3 separate regions of the Rattus norvegicus genome follow, and regions 2 and 3 are each linked to region 1. The links are chromatin contacts, called in public Hi-C maps. All regions are on one chromosome and are shown on one strand. Each heading gives the region's core, a stretch centred on a gene start, on an enhancer-like site or on the middle of the called end of the contact. The rest is flanking DNA. Distances are from core to core; before and after follow the strand shown. Region 1 holds the start of Numb (NUMB, endocytic adaptor protein). Region 2 overlaps Numb (NUMB, endocytic adaptor protein). Region 3 overlaps Numb (NUMB, endocytic adaptor protein).

What was found. Hi-C and Micro-C count contacts between places; a contact is called where the count stands out from the background.
Region 2: a Hi-C map of Schwann cells shows a contact between it and region 1, with 3 times the contacts expected there. The contact joins the enhancer-like site here to the promoter of Numb in region 1. A contact is called at or near these places in 4 of 12 Hi-C or Micro-C datasets (the A7r5 cell line, Schwann cells, hepatocytes and 1 more).
Region 3: a Hi-C map of prefrontal cortex shows a contact between it and region 1, with 2.1 times the contacts expected there. The contact joins the enhancer-like site here to the promoter of Numb in region 1. A contact is called at or near these places in 4 of 12 Hi-C or Micro-C datasets (frontal cortex, kidney, liver and 1 more).

Annotation. Positions count from the first base shown.
Region 1 is chr6:109,281,850-109,286,966 of GRCr8, forward strand. It overlaps Numb (NUMB, endocytic adaptor protein), which reads right to left and starts at 2,614. Exons shown (of 11, transcript NM_001411956.1): 1 at 2,541-2,614. It overlaps LOC134479228 (a long non-coding RNA gene), which reads left to right and starts at 2,824. Exons shown (of 3, transcript XR_010052280.1): 1 at 2,824-3,113; 2 at 3,834-4,858.
Region 2 is chr6:109,167,616-109,172,732 of GRCr8, forward strand. It overlaps Numb (NUMB, endocytic adaptor protein), which reads right to left. Exons shown (of 11, transcript NM_001411956.1): 8 at 5,082-5,117; 9 at 2,301-2,591; 10 at 114-263. Among named protein-coding and RNA genes, the nearest start is that of Papln, 41 kb to the left of the region's middle. Within about 2 kb of position 2,161, at least 6 of the 93 cell types and tissues checked have an H3K27ac peak or open chromatin away from gene starts, as enhancers often do. A contact at or near this core is called in Schwann cells, where this site is marked.
Region 3 is chr6:109,214,455-109,219,571 of GRCr8, forward strand. The region is part of intron 2 of Numb (NUMB, endocytic adaptor protein); the gene reads right to left. Among named protein-coding and RNA genes, the nearest start is that of Numb, 67 kb to the right of the region's middle. Within about 2 kb of position 2,752, at least 24 of the 93 cell types and tissues checked have an H3K27ac peak or open chromatin away from gene starts, as enhancers often do. A contact at or near this core is called in prefrontal cortex, where this site is marked.

The sequences.
Region 1 (5,117 bases), core at 1,364-3,863:
AAAATAAAATCCACAAAACAAAAGCTCCTTCACAACCCACAAGTGTAGCTGAGCCTCTACCCCATCAGTATTTTTTCTCTCTCCTTTCTCCCTCCTTGGTTTTGTTGTTTAAAGCCTGGTCTTATTCTCTCGCTCAGGCTGGCCACTGCCTTCCAGCAATCCTCCTGCCTCAGATGTCAGAGTGCTGAGATTAGCCTCTAAAATTAAGCTATCCTTTCATTTTTCTCTCTTGCAATGTTTACTTTTGTGCTTATTTATCCTTTATACATGAAATATTCTAAACCAGTTCAATGTTGAGTTAGTTGATCAATGTTAATATGTCTTCTCAGTACAGAGAGAGGAAAACTGGCAACAGGAGGGCACAGGTGAAGCTGCAGAGGGCCATCTGAGGAACACCACTGTTTCTCTGCCTCACGTTCCCTGTAAGTGAGCATGCCAGGTTCAAGGGATCCAAAAAAGTTCCCCAGAATCAGAGCCTCAACACAATTCACAGTAATTCAAACTGCTGTATCACCACCTGAGAACTACCACAAAATAAATAACTTAATTCCTTAATATTGAAGGGATGCTTCTCCCATGCTGTGACTCAAAATAGTTTGTCAAACTTTTCTGACTGTAAGACAAAGATTTTACACTGTGACTTAAAATATATGTAAGAAGTTTCCCTAAACAAGAGTTTTCTTTATCAAGTAGTATATTCTATTTTATGTTCAATATTCCATTTTTTTAAGATCTCAAAAAAAAAATTCTTGGGTTAGGGGAGTAGCACTTTTTATAGAGCTCATGCCTAGCATGTGTGAGATATTTAATATCACCCACAGTACTGGGGGGGTATCCTTTATAATAAGATGTGTTCTCTCTCTCATCTCTTCAGCAAGATGGGCAGGTATTCTAGTATTTTAAGGTTCTGACTGCTACTACTTTTCACTAAAGCAAGTTGTTCTCAGAATATGATCCCTTGAAGAACACTAAGCATCGCTTGGGAGAAATTCTTGAACCCCACCCCTGGGCCTTCTGGATCGGAAATCTCAGGTGGAGCCAACCAACCTGTAGGAAGGTGTTTCCAGTCTTGGATCTTTCTATGTAACAAACCAGTGCTGAGTTCTGCACCAGTCACCACTCCAAAAATTCTACAAATTCATAAAAAAAAAAAAAAAACACACACACACACACAACTTTTTTGGAATACTTGTAGTCTCAGCACTCAGGAGACAGAGGCAGAGGGATCTCTATAAGTTCAAGGTGAGCTTGGTCTCACCAGGGCTTCAGAGCAAGACCCTTTCTGAAAAACGTATGAATGAATAATAAAATAAATACAATTTAAATCCCTCTCAGTAAAAACTGTTAGTATTACCAGAGAAGTAATAGTACAAGAATTCTAAGTTATTTTCAATTTAGCAGGGCATGCCTATCCGCTTCATGAATACCCTCTATCTGATCAAGTCACAGAAGTCCTTTAGTTCGGCTATCCCTTCCCCTTTCCTCTCAAATTCCCCATCCTGTTGATGTTCTTATTTTCCAGTATTTTCGCTGTCATCCTAAAACTTATTTCTAAAGCCCTAGCCTCCAAGACACTGTAACCTTGCTTTTAAGGACGGAGTCTCTGGTCCAGCTTGGCATATTAGTAATAATTAGTTTCTCCTGTTTTCGGAAGCCCTCACTTGCACCATTGTTAAATTCTCAGATCCACTGGCTTGGCCAGCTTCCACAAGACTACAAGACCACTCACCCACTCCCGGGCAAGTTTCCCCAGATCTCTCTTAACTCCCTTCCTCCAGGGAAATTACTCTTCCCCTCTTACCTCCAACCCTTTTTGCTTAAGGGGAACTTCCACTTTGCCGCTGAACCCTTATCCTAGTCTCAAATCCCAACTCGTGCGACTCGAAGCCGTCACTTTGAGGGTCCTCCCTCAGTCCAGACTCCAGTCCCAGACCCGCTGTGGGGGGCAGGGCGCCGCGGTCCCTCCCCGGAGGAGTTCGTTCAAGGTCTCCACCCCGCAGACCCTTCCTCCTCCGACAGCTGCCCTTCTCACGGGGGTTCGCACCGTACTCGGCGCCTTTCCTCCATTCCCTGTCACCCCGGACCCCCGCCACCCTCGGTCTCCTCACCTCCCACCACTCTCCGACAGGGGCCACTCCCAGTTCTCTCGGCCCCCTAGGCTCCCAGAGCACCGAGAAACCCCGGTATCCCCTCGTCTCTCCGGCCCCGGGGCCACTTGCTCCGGGTCGCCCCCACTCGCAGACCCCCGCCGCTCGGGTCTCTTCAGGAAGCCGCACACACACAGGCTCCCGTCACTGTACCCAGGGCTGCCTCTGGGCAGCCCAAGGGACCTCCCGGCCTGCCCCCGCCGGAGTCCCACGCCAACCTACCTTCCCAGCGCGAACTCCGACGGCAGGAACCCGGCCGATCTCCCGCCGCGCCCGACCCCGACGCACCCGGGCCCGCAGCCCTGGCCCCCGGCCTCTGCCTCCGGAGCGCACAGCTAGAGTTTCCGGCCCGCCACCGCCTCCGCACCTCAGGCCCGCCGCGCCCGCACTCACCTGCCGCTGGCCCTGCACAACTCCGGCGCCTCAGACTCTACCTCCGCCGCCAGTAGTCACCAAGCGCCACCACCTCCCCCATGACAACAGGCCCGCCCCATCCCACACTTCCAACTTATCCATTGGCTGGAGGGGCGGCGGCTCTCTGCTATGATTGGTTGACTCTTCCTGCCTGTCATCCTGTCTTTACCGCCCCTTTTCCTGGACCGAGTCTTCGCCCCCGCCCGGACCTGGACCGGCCTAGATCGTGCTTTAGTTGTAATTGGTTGATGATTGGGCAGTTCGAAGTTATGATAGGCTACTGATAGTGTCTGTTACCTTAACAGGCAAGGAGTGTGCTGGCCGCGGTTGGTTCAAGCCCCGTGCACAGTTTGGTTGCGCAGTAGAAGCAAAGAAGGGGCAGATGCTCACGTCCGAGGTTACCGGGAAGGGTTAACTCTTTGTTGTGGGGCTGGCGCAGTAAACTCTTACTTTTCTGGTTCTCTTCCTAAAAGGGGAAACATCTCTGCCAGCTTAAGGAGGGAACGACTTCAGGGGTTGTGTCTAAGAACGGTCCCATTCCTCAACAGAAAGGTATCTCATAGATTAAAATTTCCCTCGTGTTTTCTTCAAGTTTCCCTGAAGTTCTTTCCGGTAGTCTCCACGCTTAAGGTTAGGGCAGAGCGCAGCAGTCTGTTTCCATTGCATTTATAAATATCGTCAAGAAATAATATTTATAATTGTGTCTGTCGTTTTAAGAGTTTCCCAGCTTCCAGACCCACTCTCCTGGGTCTGCCAAGTGACCAAACAACCATCAAGATTTGAAAACATGGGCAGCAATTTATCCTTATAGTGCTTTGGAAATAAGAAGTTCACGCGCCCACTATCACTTCCTAGCACTACCTGAGTTTTAAGTTTAGGAGTTCTTGTATTACTAGCTGTCTGCCAGATACTAATCAATCAATCAATCAATCTGTGTGTGTGTGTCTCTCTTTCTCTCTCTCTCTCTCTCTCTCTCTCTCTCTCTCTCTCTCTCTCTCTCTCTCTCGTCCGTCCCTCCTCTCTCCCTTTCTCCTTTCGCTCTCTTTCTACCTCTCCTATTCTTAGCAGTCTAAATTAGGACCATTGAATGAATCGCAGGGCTTTTCCCCCCATCACTTGGTACAATACACGAAAATAAATGATTGCACTTCTTATTCATTTGGGTACAAATCTCAGTAGGCATTTTTTGAGAAATCTGGTGTTGCTATAAAAATTCTGCTCCTAGAAATGCATTCGTCATTAGCTCTCTCTGCTTTCCTTTTTCCTTTTCAGCGCTTTTCCTACTCCGAAATAAGAAAATGCTGGCCTGGTTACTCTCTCAGTTTCTAAGTCAAGTTTAAATATACCTTCTCCACAACTCCACCCGGAATATGCAAAGCTACGATAATAGATTTTTTTAAGGAAGTCTATGTTCTCAAACACAAGGTCTTGGAATAAAGGCCTTCCTGTGGCTCCAGGAGTGGACTTTGTAAATTGTGTACTTTGCCCCTGCCTTTTTGCTGTAACTCTTCGTGCCATATCTCTTCTATTTATTAGCCCTCTGCCCTTTACAAAGCAAGATCCAGATCTAAAACTACGAAGCTTATTAGTTGGGATGGGGCGGGGTTGGGGGGTGTCTATTTTCTAACATGTATTTTTAGTTGAGCTCAGATAAACTGCAAATTTCTATCATCAAACCAAGCAGAAATTATTCCTCCAGTAACTATACATAACAATAAAGTGGGGTGTTTTTCCCCCCCTAGTTATCTTCTGGAACCTTCTTCCCTTTTTCTCTCATCCTCACCTTCCAATTTAGAAATAACCTCCCATTCGATTCAGTGACTCACAGAAAATCCATAAAAGGAAAGTGGGAAAGCCAAAATAACTCCTCCAGAGACGCCTGAATCATTTCACTGAAGGAAAAACCACGCACTGACCACGATAAGATGGAAGTGAAGACGGAAGGCCCAAGCTAACATCCCACGTGAGGCGAATGTGCAGACAGGAAGGTACCTGCTGAGGATGCAGCATCCCAGCATCCCTTTACACAGCTTTTGAATGCTTCGCCAGCAGCCCCCTCCTCACTAGCCTTGGCGGTGTGCCGTGGTACCAGTTTTACGGCAAGTCGGAAGGCAATGAGTGTCCTAGCAGATAGGAAACAATGACGTCATTGGAGGGCACGGCCATTATTATGGTACTTTGGGTAATAACGGCTTTGCACAGCCAGTGACCAGGTGCCATAAGGAACATAGAATTAGGCCAGTCTCACGACGGGGACTCGACATCTAAGTTTAGGGGCTCAGACTGCTATCACAAAGGTTGGTGGATAATTGCCACAAAGGTCAGCCACTCCTTATCTCAGCTACTGAAAACAGGGTTTTTTGACCCCCTGGGTGCTTTTGGCCACGCCTACCCATCTACTTCCACCATTCCCGTCTTTCTCCTTTGTAAAATAAGAGGAAATTTAAAATAGACGTATGCTAACAGCAGGACAAGGAAGACTTGAAGGAAGGAACGCTTAAACACACATACTTTGAACTAACAGAGGCTGTTGGGTTAGCCTGTGCAGCACGCGGG
Region 2 (5,117 bases), core at 911-3,410, 110 kb before region 1:
TGGCTGACAGGAAGGAGGGGTAATGGCAAGCCAGGGAGGCCGACTTCCAGCTCATGAGACACATGCTAACAGGGTTAGTTTAAAGAGAAAAACTCAAGCCAGAGGTCACTAACCTTGTAACACAGGAGACTGTGGTGCCACTAATGTCACTGGTTTGGTCATTGGGGCAGAGGAGAAGGGGTCCTCACAGGGTGTGCTGAAGGCACTGGTGATCTGGGAGCACAGGGAGCTGATGCTTTCTGCCTCTCCTTCCACCTCAGGCACTGCAAGGCAAACAGGAAATGGTTCTGGACAGAAAATGGAGGAGTCCTAAGCTATGACAGTACGGTGCAGGCAGCCATTTCTCACTTTAACTCTTGTCCCTGCAGAAGGACGAGTCTCAACTGTCAGGCTACACGATCAGCTTCAGTAAATTAATTAACACCTCAACTTTCAGACCGGAAAGTAGAAAACATCAATAACTCATGCACTAAGATGCCTTTCTCTGCAAATCCCTAATTTACTTCTTCTTGAGACATTGTCGGGTTTTTTATGTGAGGCCTTTTGTACAGCTGGGTCAACCCGTTCCCAGAAGCTACAACCCAATCAAGTTCTAGAGCTGATAAACATTTTTTTTTTTTCAGAAAAATAGGGTTAAGTCTAGATACAAAAGCTTTTCTCTGAATAAATTAGGGCATGTTAACATTCTCATTTTCTTTTCTTTTTTTGGAGGGCAGGGGTGTTTCAAGAAAGGGTCTCTCTATAACTCTGGCTATCCTGTCCCTGTAGACCTGGCTGGTCTCAAACTCAGAGATTGTCCTGCCTCTGCCTTGCAAGTGCTGGGATTAAAGGCCTGTGACACTATTGCCTGGCACTCTCATCTTTAAAGTTTATAGTAGAAATGTAGGACGCTAGGGCTGGAGAGATGGCTCAGTGGTTAAGAGCACCAACTGCTCTTCCAGTAGGCCCTGAGTTCAAATCCCAGCGACCACATGGTGGCTCACAACCATCTGTAATGAGATCTGATGCCCTCTTCTGGTGTGTCTGAGGACAGCGACAGTGTACTCCTATAAATAAAAATTAAAAAAAAAAAAAAAGAAATGTAGGACGCTAAAGACTCTTTTTTTTTTTTTAAAGATTTATTCATTTATTATATATAAGTACACTATTGCTGTCTTCAGACACACCAGAAGAGGGCATCAGATCTCTTTACAGATGGTTGTGAGCCACCATGTGGTTGCTGGGAATTGAACTCATGACCTCTGGAAGAGCAATTGGGTGCTCTTAACCGCTGAGCCATCTCTCCAGCCCAAAGACTCTCTTAATACTAATTCTGGAAAGCCAAGCAGAAAGACTGCTTTGGCCCAGAGTTTGGGTTCAAGTAATTTCAGATCCTGGGGGAGGGGAAAAGGGGAAGGTAGAGGCAGGGCGGGCCTCTGAGAACATTTCCTCATTACTGAGCAAACAATTTATGTGTACTGAGCCTTTGCTGATCTGTGAAAAGAGAAAGATTTTGTGCCTCATCTGCCCCAGAGGGAGACTGCAAAGAGGTACTTGAAGCACCTGGAGTTTGTTTTGAGGGTGCTGAAAGCTGAAAAGACTTGCCATGACCACCTAACTCCAACTGTTCTTTATGCTTAGTTTTACTGCGCAGAGGTCCGTCTTTTCTGTGCTCGCACAGTGCTGTCAGTAGGAGTGCCTACTGATCTACAGCTTCGTCCTGGTCACTTAAGGAGACAGCGTGCGTGACACACTTCAGAGGGAAGGAAGGATGGCAGGGCTGGTAAAGCACCAACCAGACCTAACACTTTAGCTGTAGCTCGTATGAACTGCAGACACACAGACACACAGCGGCCATGAATAAGTGTGAGCAACCACCTCCTGCTGATGGATAGACCTTAGATCTCTATATGAGACCATTTAGTTTCTTCCTATGAAGCCAACCTCCCACAGATACAAGAACACTTATCCATTTCTTCTGTTCCTTTGACAGTGCTGCTATTAACCTGTAAATGTTTCTAAAGCCTATTTAATTCTCTGGGGTCCTATGAGCACAGTAAGAATGGAGATTTGGAGCCCTTTATGTACAGAAATAGGCTGGTTGAGAGACAGTACATCTACATCAGGACAAACCACAGACTTTGTGACTTAGGCTAGAAATTCCATTGTGGCTCTGTCACTACTTATGGAAGAGAAATTAATTATTCATGGCCCTAGTTTGCTGTCATATGAAATGACACACACTGTGACAGCTTCAGAGAGACAGGCGTGAGTAACTTAGAGAGATTAGTATTGTTTCTGACGGAGCTAGAACACATTACCTGTGTTTTTTATTGGGAAATCAGTCTTCCTCTGCATAGTGGAAGGCAGCTCATTGATGCGTAGGGACAGCTGGCGTTTAAAGGGTGACATCTTCTGGCTAAGAGCAGGAAATCCCCGGAAAGAGCCTTGGCGAGCAAGCTGTTCAATTGGTGCATGCCGGCGTGGGATAGCATGAGGATTGTTCATCTCTAAAGAAGCAGTGGGATCCAGAGTTGGGGAGGTGGGAGAGGACGGCGATGGAGCACTGTTGCCAGGAGCCACTGATGGACCAACGGTCTTATCTGTCTCAGCTCGAGAAAACCAAAGAAAAAGACCTTAGACCTCAGCAATGACCTTCAAATATCCTGAGTTCACAGAGCTCCTCAGAAGCCCTCTTATTCTTCAACTCATCCACGTTCCCATGTTTGAATCTAATATATTCTAACAGGTGAAGGTTTAACAAAGCCTGCTTGTCTTATCCACCATTAAAACACAATTCCCAGCATCTACATGGCGGCTCACAGCCAACAGTAGCTCTAGTCCCATGGGATCCCAGTGCCCTCTTCTAGTATGCAGACACACAACCAGGCAAAACACCCATAAAATAAGTAAATAAATCTTTTTTTTTGGCGAGGAGGTTCAAGACAAGGTTTCTCTGTGTAGCCCTGGCTGTCCTGGAACTTGCTCTATAGACCAGGCTGGCCTTGAACTCATAGAGATCTGCTGCCTCTGCCTTCCAAGTGCTCCACCACTGTCCAGTGTAAATAAATAATCTTAAGACATAATAACCCAGCTCCAATGGAGTCCTCACACAAGGTCCTTAAGAGGTGGTGTGGGACTGCAGAGATGATCCAGCAGTGAAGAGTATTTGCTGCTCTTCTAGAGACCTAAGTCTGGTTCCCAGCACCCACATCAGGTGGTTCACAACATCCTGGAACTCTAGCTCCAGGGGATCTAGACACTCTTCTCAACTTTATAGGCGCCCGCACTTACATATCACACACCTCCCCTATGTATACAAATTAAAAATGAAAATTAGGGCTGGAGAGATGGCTCAGTGGTTAAGAGCACTGACTGCTCTGCCAGAGGTCCTGAGTTCAATTCCCAGCAACCACATGGTGGCTCAAAACCATCTGTAATGGGATCTGATGCCCTCTTCTGGTGTGTCTGAAGACAGTGATGGACAGTGTACTTGTATATAATAAATAAATAAATCTAAAAAAAAGAAAATTAATTTTAAAAAGGATGATGAGTCATCTAGATGGCAAACCCTATTGCCAAACACACACGGTCTGGCACAGGTCACAGAGATGAAGTTAGAATTATGTTGCCTCGTCTTTAAAGCACAAGATGCTATGTAGGCTTCTGGGGAAACTGTCACACAGGGTTACCCAGGTGTGACCCTACAAGCAGCAACAGTGGCTGGTTAGGCAAAATGTGCCCACTAGCCCAACAATGCGAAGGCTATTGTGGGGGTAACCAACTAATTGTTAATTGGATTCTGGGCCCCTTCCAAAGGAGGAGGTTCATATCTGGTACTGTAAACCTAGTAAAAAACCTGTGGTTCAGAGGCTGAGGAGACGGCCCAGCAAGTGAAGTGTTTTCTCTGCAAGTCTGAGGCCTGGAGCTTGGATCCTCAGGACCCATGAGAAAACCTCCTGGGCATGGTGGGTCACTTGGGATTCCAGCACTAAAGAAGAGACAAGGGGGATCCTTAAAGCAAGCTAGCCAGGTTAGGCTATCCAAGTCAGTGAGCTCTGGGCTGAACAGAGAGACCCTGTCTTATGAATACGGTAGACAGGGCTGGAGAGATGGCTCAGTGGTGAAGAGCACTGGCTGTTCTTCCAGAGGCCCTGAGTTCAATTCCAAGCACCCACATGGTGGCTCACAGTCACGTGTACCTCCAGTTCCAGGGAGTATACCACTTTTTTCTGGCCTCTGAAGGTACGAGGTACACATAGCCATACATGCAGGCAAAACCCCCACAACACAAAAATTAAAATTTAAAAAGTTATAAATAAAAAAAGAATAGAGTGCTACTGAAGACAATTTGTGGTTTTGGCTTTGGGCTTCCAAACACTCTCACACACACATGCGCCTTCATACAAATGTAAAAACACCAACACTTAAGCACTCATATCACACACACAAACACATGCAAGCACCCCAAAGCCATAATAGTTTTTTGTGACTAAAGTACTCAGGATTATACCAGTGCTGTAGCATGCATAGTATCATTATTAACTCCCGGCCAGCATCAAAGCCAGTGCTCCTTTGTATCCCTAGGCCTAGGGCTGTGTGTGTGTGTGTGTGTGTGTGTGTGTGTGTGTGTGTGTGTGTGTGTCCCAGATCTCAGATCTTTGATGGTATTTGTCTCACAGAGAGACAGTGCATCAGAATTAAATCTGCTCTAGGGACAGGAATGGGCAGGGATATCTCTCTGTAGCTTCTTCAACTTCTCTCTCACCCTCCCCTGAAGAACTTACTATAATGGATAAATGCGTAAATGGTTTTTAAGCCAGTCTAAAGAAGGCACTGTTGTAAGGTTTTTAGTTTTGTCTTTAAGGTCTTCATATATTGCTAAGCAATCTCTCTTTGAGTGTATGGTGTGGGGCAGGGATTGGGGGGCCAAAAATAGAACCCAGGGCCTTGAACACATTAGGAAAGCTCTATCACTGAGCTTCGGCTGCAATCCCAAGGGCTCCCTCTGTCTGTAGGAAACTTGTCTCTGACAGCTTCAAATATAAACATGTTGAGAAAATCTGCACTAAATAAACATCTTAGAGTAGAACACACTATACCTTTCTTGGCATCTTGCAACTGTTTCATGATCTCCT
Region 3 (5,117 bases), core at 1,502-4,001, 67 kb before region 1:
GACTCTTAGCTTGGACCAGCAATCTCCATAAGTCAGTCATTATAGAGTTCTTTTGTTTCCTGAAGGCTATTTCCAGTATTTCTAGTTGGGACCTGTTGTTTCTTTTTCCTAAAATGTTTTCTTCTTGACTTTCCAAGAACTTATTTCTTTGTCATATGTCCAAGTTTCACCTTTAATGTCACTGACTGATGACATCGATGAGGTCATTTCCACTTTCTAAATAACTTTCCCTGTAATTCGTTTTTTTTTTTTTTAAAAAAAAGATCTATTTAAAAGGTATTAAATTTAAAAATTTAGAATTATTTTTAAATTTCTGTCTATGAATGCCTTGCTTGCATGTATGTAATGTGTACTACATGCATACCTGGCTCCCACAGAAACCAGAAGATGACATCGGATCCTAGTGGAGCTGGAGCTACAAATGGTTATGAGCCTCCATCTAGGTGTTGGAAACTGAACCCAGGTCGACTGTAAAAGTAGCGGGCACACTCAGTCACTGAGCCATCTCTCCTGTCCTTTACAATTCCTTAGAAAAAAAAAAACAACCAAAAAACCCCAAGATACCTGTATTATGTATCTCTGACTGTCCTAGAAATTCTTATGTAGCCCAGGCTAGCCTCACAGAGATCCAACTACTTCTGTCTTCCAAGTGCTGGGATTAAAGGTGTGGGCTTTATCCCACAACTCTCCATTTCTTTCAAAGTGCTTTAACTGGTCACTAACATAAATATTACAGTCTGTATTATGATTTATCAGACCTACATACTTCCCTTAATTGCTAATAATACCTTGTATCCAACAAAAGACTGTGTAGAATGGAAGGACAGTCAGGATAAGAAAACAGAACTATATCCTCAGGCAGGGGATATGGTACTCGACTAGCAGGGGGAAGGCAGAGTGCGACTGTGTGTATGTGTACACACACATTTCATCCTTGAGAGGTTTTGAATAATTTAAGTATAAGGTGACAATGGAAAAAGGAGACATTTCAAGTAGGATGAGGTAAAGAAGCACGCTGTAGTGTATATGTAGAAATGTGTGTTTTATCAGATGTAGTAGTAGGAGTTAGGAGCAATGCAGCCTTCATTTGTAGGCAGTCAGGATACAGAGCCAAGGGAAACAGTAATCTATGTCTTGGTGGAACTGATAGTCACCTCCAAGAACACCAAGGTTTTTAAATGAATGACCAAATTGGTAAGCTAAAGAATCAAAATCCAAAAGCCCTAGCCATCAAGACAGTGGTTAACCACCAGCCTCTGTTCTTTTTACTTGCTGGTTCTTATCCCTGACATGGAACTTAGGGTGGGCTTTCCTGAGCTTATAAATGCCTGCCTGTCTGATCAGAATTACCCACTTAACATATAAATTAACTAACCGGATTCATCCTAGCTTAATATCTCATTTGTATACAGACAGGACCAAACTGGTCCATTCCTAGGACACAAACACCCTCTGCTCCAAAAGCATTATTTGGCAACTCATTAGAGAGCTGATTCTTCTCAATAACCTTGGCTTGCCTACCCTTCTTGTACTGTCCTTGTTCCTCATTCTTCTTGATCATGAGACAGAAAACTTGGCTCTGACTCAAGAAACTGGTAACACGAGATACCATCAAAACTGCAAAGTGTACCACTATTTTATATTACACTAAGAAAAATGCTGCTGAAAGTGTTAATGTTCATTAATTATGAAAAAAATCATCAAAAATAAAATGAGAGGGACTTCCTAGTTTACAGAGATGTTAAAGTCTATGAAGACAAAGAGGTAGACAGGGAGGAAAAGTATAAACAGAAAGAGAAAAAGGAAACTATTGTTCTATTAACAACACTAAGTGAGTTTTCTAGAAACCACTGTAAGTATAAAGACATAGATCACTGGTCCTTCATTTAAGCCTCATGAGCATGAGGAGAAGCCACCAAGCCGCGGTCACAGCAGCTGCTGTTGATCGTCTTCCTTTGCCTGTTCACCCTGCTCATCCTTCTAGCCTTAGACTGTCTGGATCATTGTGCTTCAGATGCCTCTCTTCTGGATTATAGAAGACAATTGAATCTTGTTTTGTAATTCAAATAGAATGTGACAGAAAGATACACATGTGTATATATAAACATATACACACTTTTCAAAAGACCACACATGGATTTATGCAGATTATAGCTGATCATGACAGAAAGATAAAAATAAAAACCTTGCACTTGAAAATATATAATTAATAATAAAAGGCTCATGGGCCATGGCCACTTTTAAATTAGATTAGAAAATAAAACTAGGGGTTAGGGATTTAGCTCAGTGGTAGAGCACTTGCCTAGCAAGCGCAAGGCCCTGGGTTCGGTCCCCAGCTCCGAAAAAAAGAAAAGAAAAAAAAAAAAAAGAGAAAAGAAAAGAAAACTAGGATACTTCTGCCTAGCATGTGTGAGGACCTGGGTTAAATTCCCAGAACTACAGAAAGAAAAAAAGGAGGAGAAAGAAAAGTTGTTAAGTGTCTATCTTAAGGAATCATAAATAGAAAAAAGCCCATAAAAATGAGAAGAAAATAGCATTCCTAATAACACTTTAGGCTAGATTATCCGGCCAATTTTCTTACTGTAAAACAACACAAAGTAATTAGCAAAACTGCAATTTTTAAAAAAAAAATCTTATGAGTACTAGCGAGCCAACAATATGGCGCAGAAACTACTAGACAGAAATGTATGAGAAGGGTGACAAAGGCTCTGCAGTTGAAAGCAGTTGAGAGCACTGGCTGCTCTTCCAGAGAGCTGGATTCATTCCCAGAATGCACACGGTGACTCACTGCTACCCATACCAGATCCAGGGCATCTAATGCCTCTTTGGGTTTCCAAGTGCTCTTGTACACATACTGTGTACATACATACACTCAGACACATACACACAGAATAAGAAAATACTTTTAAAAATCATGGGAGGGCATGGATATGACCAAAACATCCACACACATATACATACGTGCATCTCTATATCAAGCACCAAGTTAATCTATGAACACAGACTTAAATCAGGAAACAGTCTCCTACGCTCCCTTATGCACAAACTCAAGGCTCTGCCAAGCCTTCCCTGCCATTACGGCCTCACACGTGGGAAGGATGTGCACCAAAACCACCCTCTCTAAGTTGTTTCTGTCAGGTGCTGTCATCACAGTGATGTGAAAGTAACTAATACAATACATAAGGTCCCTGTAAATGTCAGACCTGGAAACTGCTACGTGATTCACAACAGATCTGAATTTGATCAAATTAGTGATTTTTCTCTAGGTCTAATTTATACAAGCTTAATTTTGGTTTGTGTATACTGTAGCCTAAACTTTGCTCAAAGCAATGTCCTGTTAGATAATTTAAAATAATGACTGTTTCTTTACTAGCTGTTAAAAGATGAAAATACGTAGTGTAGACAAGTAGAAGTTTCTTACATGTATTAAATTACCCAACGTTCACAGCAATCTCATCAGGTGAACAACAGCACTATTACTGTTTTACAGAAAGGGAACCTCAGGTATGCAGCTAAGTAGCTTCACCAATGTCACACAAGTAAACATAGAAGCTTAAACCTCTCTATCCAGGTTATCTCTCTTCAAAATCCACAGCCTTAGCTACTATGCTACACTGCTTCTCATAATCCTCAAAAAGGACAGAAACCTCACCATTAAAAATTACCCACATTATTAATACCAATACAACCCATCACAGGTTGGTGCATCACTGCTAGTTCCAAGTGTCTAAGCCTTCATTAGTAGTTTTGAAGTTGGACAGACCTGGCTCTGAATCTTGGCTGTGCCTTTTACAAGCTGTGTGACTTTGGACAAATTTCGTAACTTCACCAAGTGTCAGTTTCCTCATCTGCAAAATGAGAATAATAAATGTCTTACACAATTGTTCTTAGTGACACAAATACAAAAAAAAAAAAAAGGTTTTCAACCTTTGTCAGAAAATGGCTCTGCTGCAAGTGCAATGAGTAACGAGTAGCTTCGAGATCCTCTCCCTGATTAAACACAACACAGAATGACAGACGCGAGCTTTGCAGGCACATGCTAGTCTACTACTATTACTACTGAGATATACTCCTTGGCCTAACCACTGGATCCTGGGAGTAAAACAAAAGGAAAGGTCAAGGGAGAAGGGATAAAAGAGCAAGTTCAGTTTCAAAACTTCCTGGCACAGTTAGGAAGGAGTTTTTATAGGAACAAAAGAGAAAAGGTAGAAAATGGACCCAGAGATGTGGAATGCAAGGGAAACCTACTCAAAATCACAGAGGCAGCTCTAGGATTAATTCTAAAGTCTTACCCATTCTTTCCTTTTTTTCTTTCTTTCCAGTTTGCATCCTGAGTTTTATTTCTGATGTGGAACAGATTCTTTCCATCCCTCAAATGTCACCGTGGAAGGGCCTAGGATGAAGCTCTCATCTCCAGGGATGATGAGAGAAAGATACAGTCTGCAGTTCCTGGCGCTCTCCCTTCTCAACAGGAATTAATTCTCATCCATTCTCACAAAACAAAACACACCTTAGGTATTAGGCAGAGGTGTCCTTGTCCTCCATTGGACATCAAATTATGGGTCACTAAAGGGGAAGTGAGGGGGAGGGGAACAGTGCCTCAGACCATTCTTGAATTCCATGACTACACCCATACCCCCAAGAGATTTTAAAAAGGGCGGTAGGCGGGGCAGACTGAACCTGGAAGAAAAGCTCTGGGAGACTGCTGGTGGAGGCAGGAAGGAAGTCAGGGCTGAGCCAGACCTTGAGCCTCAGGTTGGGCAGTTCAGGCCAGGATCACATAGGCACCAGGGGAACCTCTGAAAACTGCAGCTGAATCTGGGCTCAAAGGGAGCTGAGTAGGACGGAGCAGAGAGGACCACCAAACTGCCACTTTTTTTCCTTTTTTTCATATCAACTAAGACAATTTTTTTTTCATTTTCCTATATCAAACAGAAGCTCCTCTATGTTTTAAAGAGTCATTTATAATTTGATTTTTTTTTGTTCTATATATTTCTTCCTAGTGCCAAAGAAAATACAAGGCCAGTAAAGGATAAATATAGAATTACAGCTAAGAACTGGAACTGGATCTTCACACATGAAACATGGTGAAAATAAATCTGTTTTCTAAAATATCA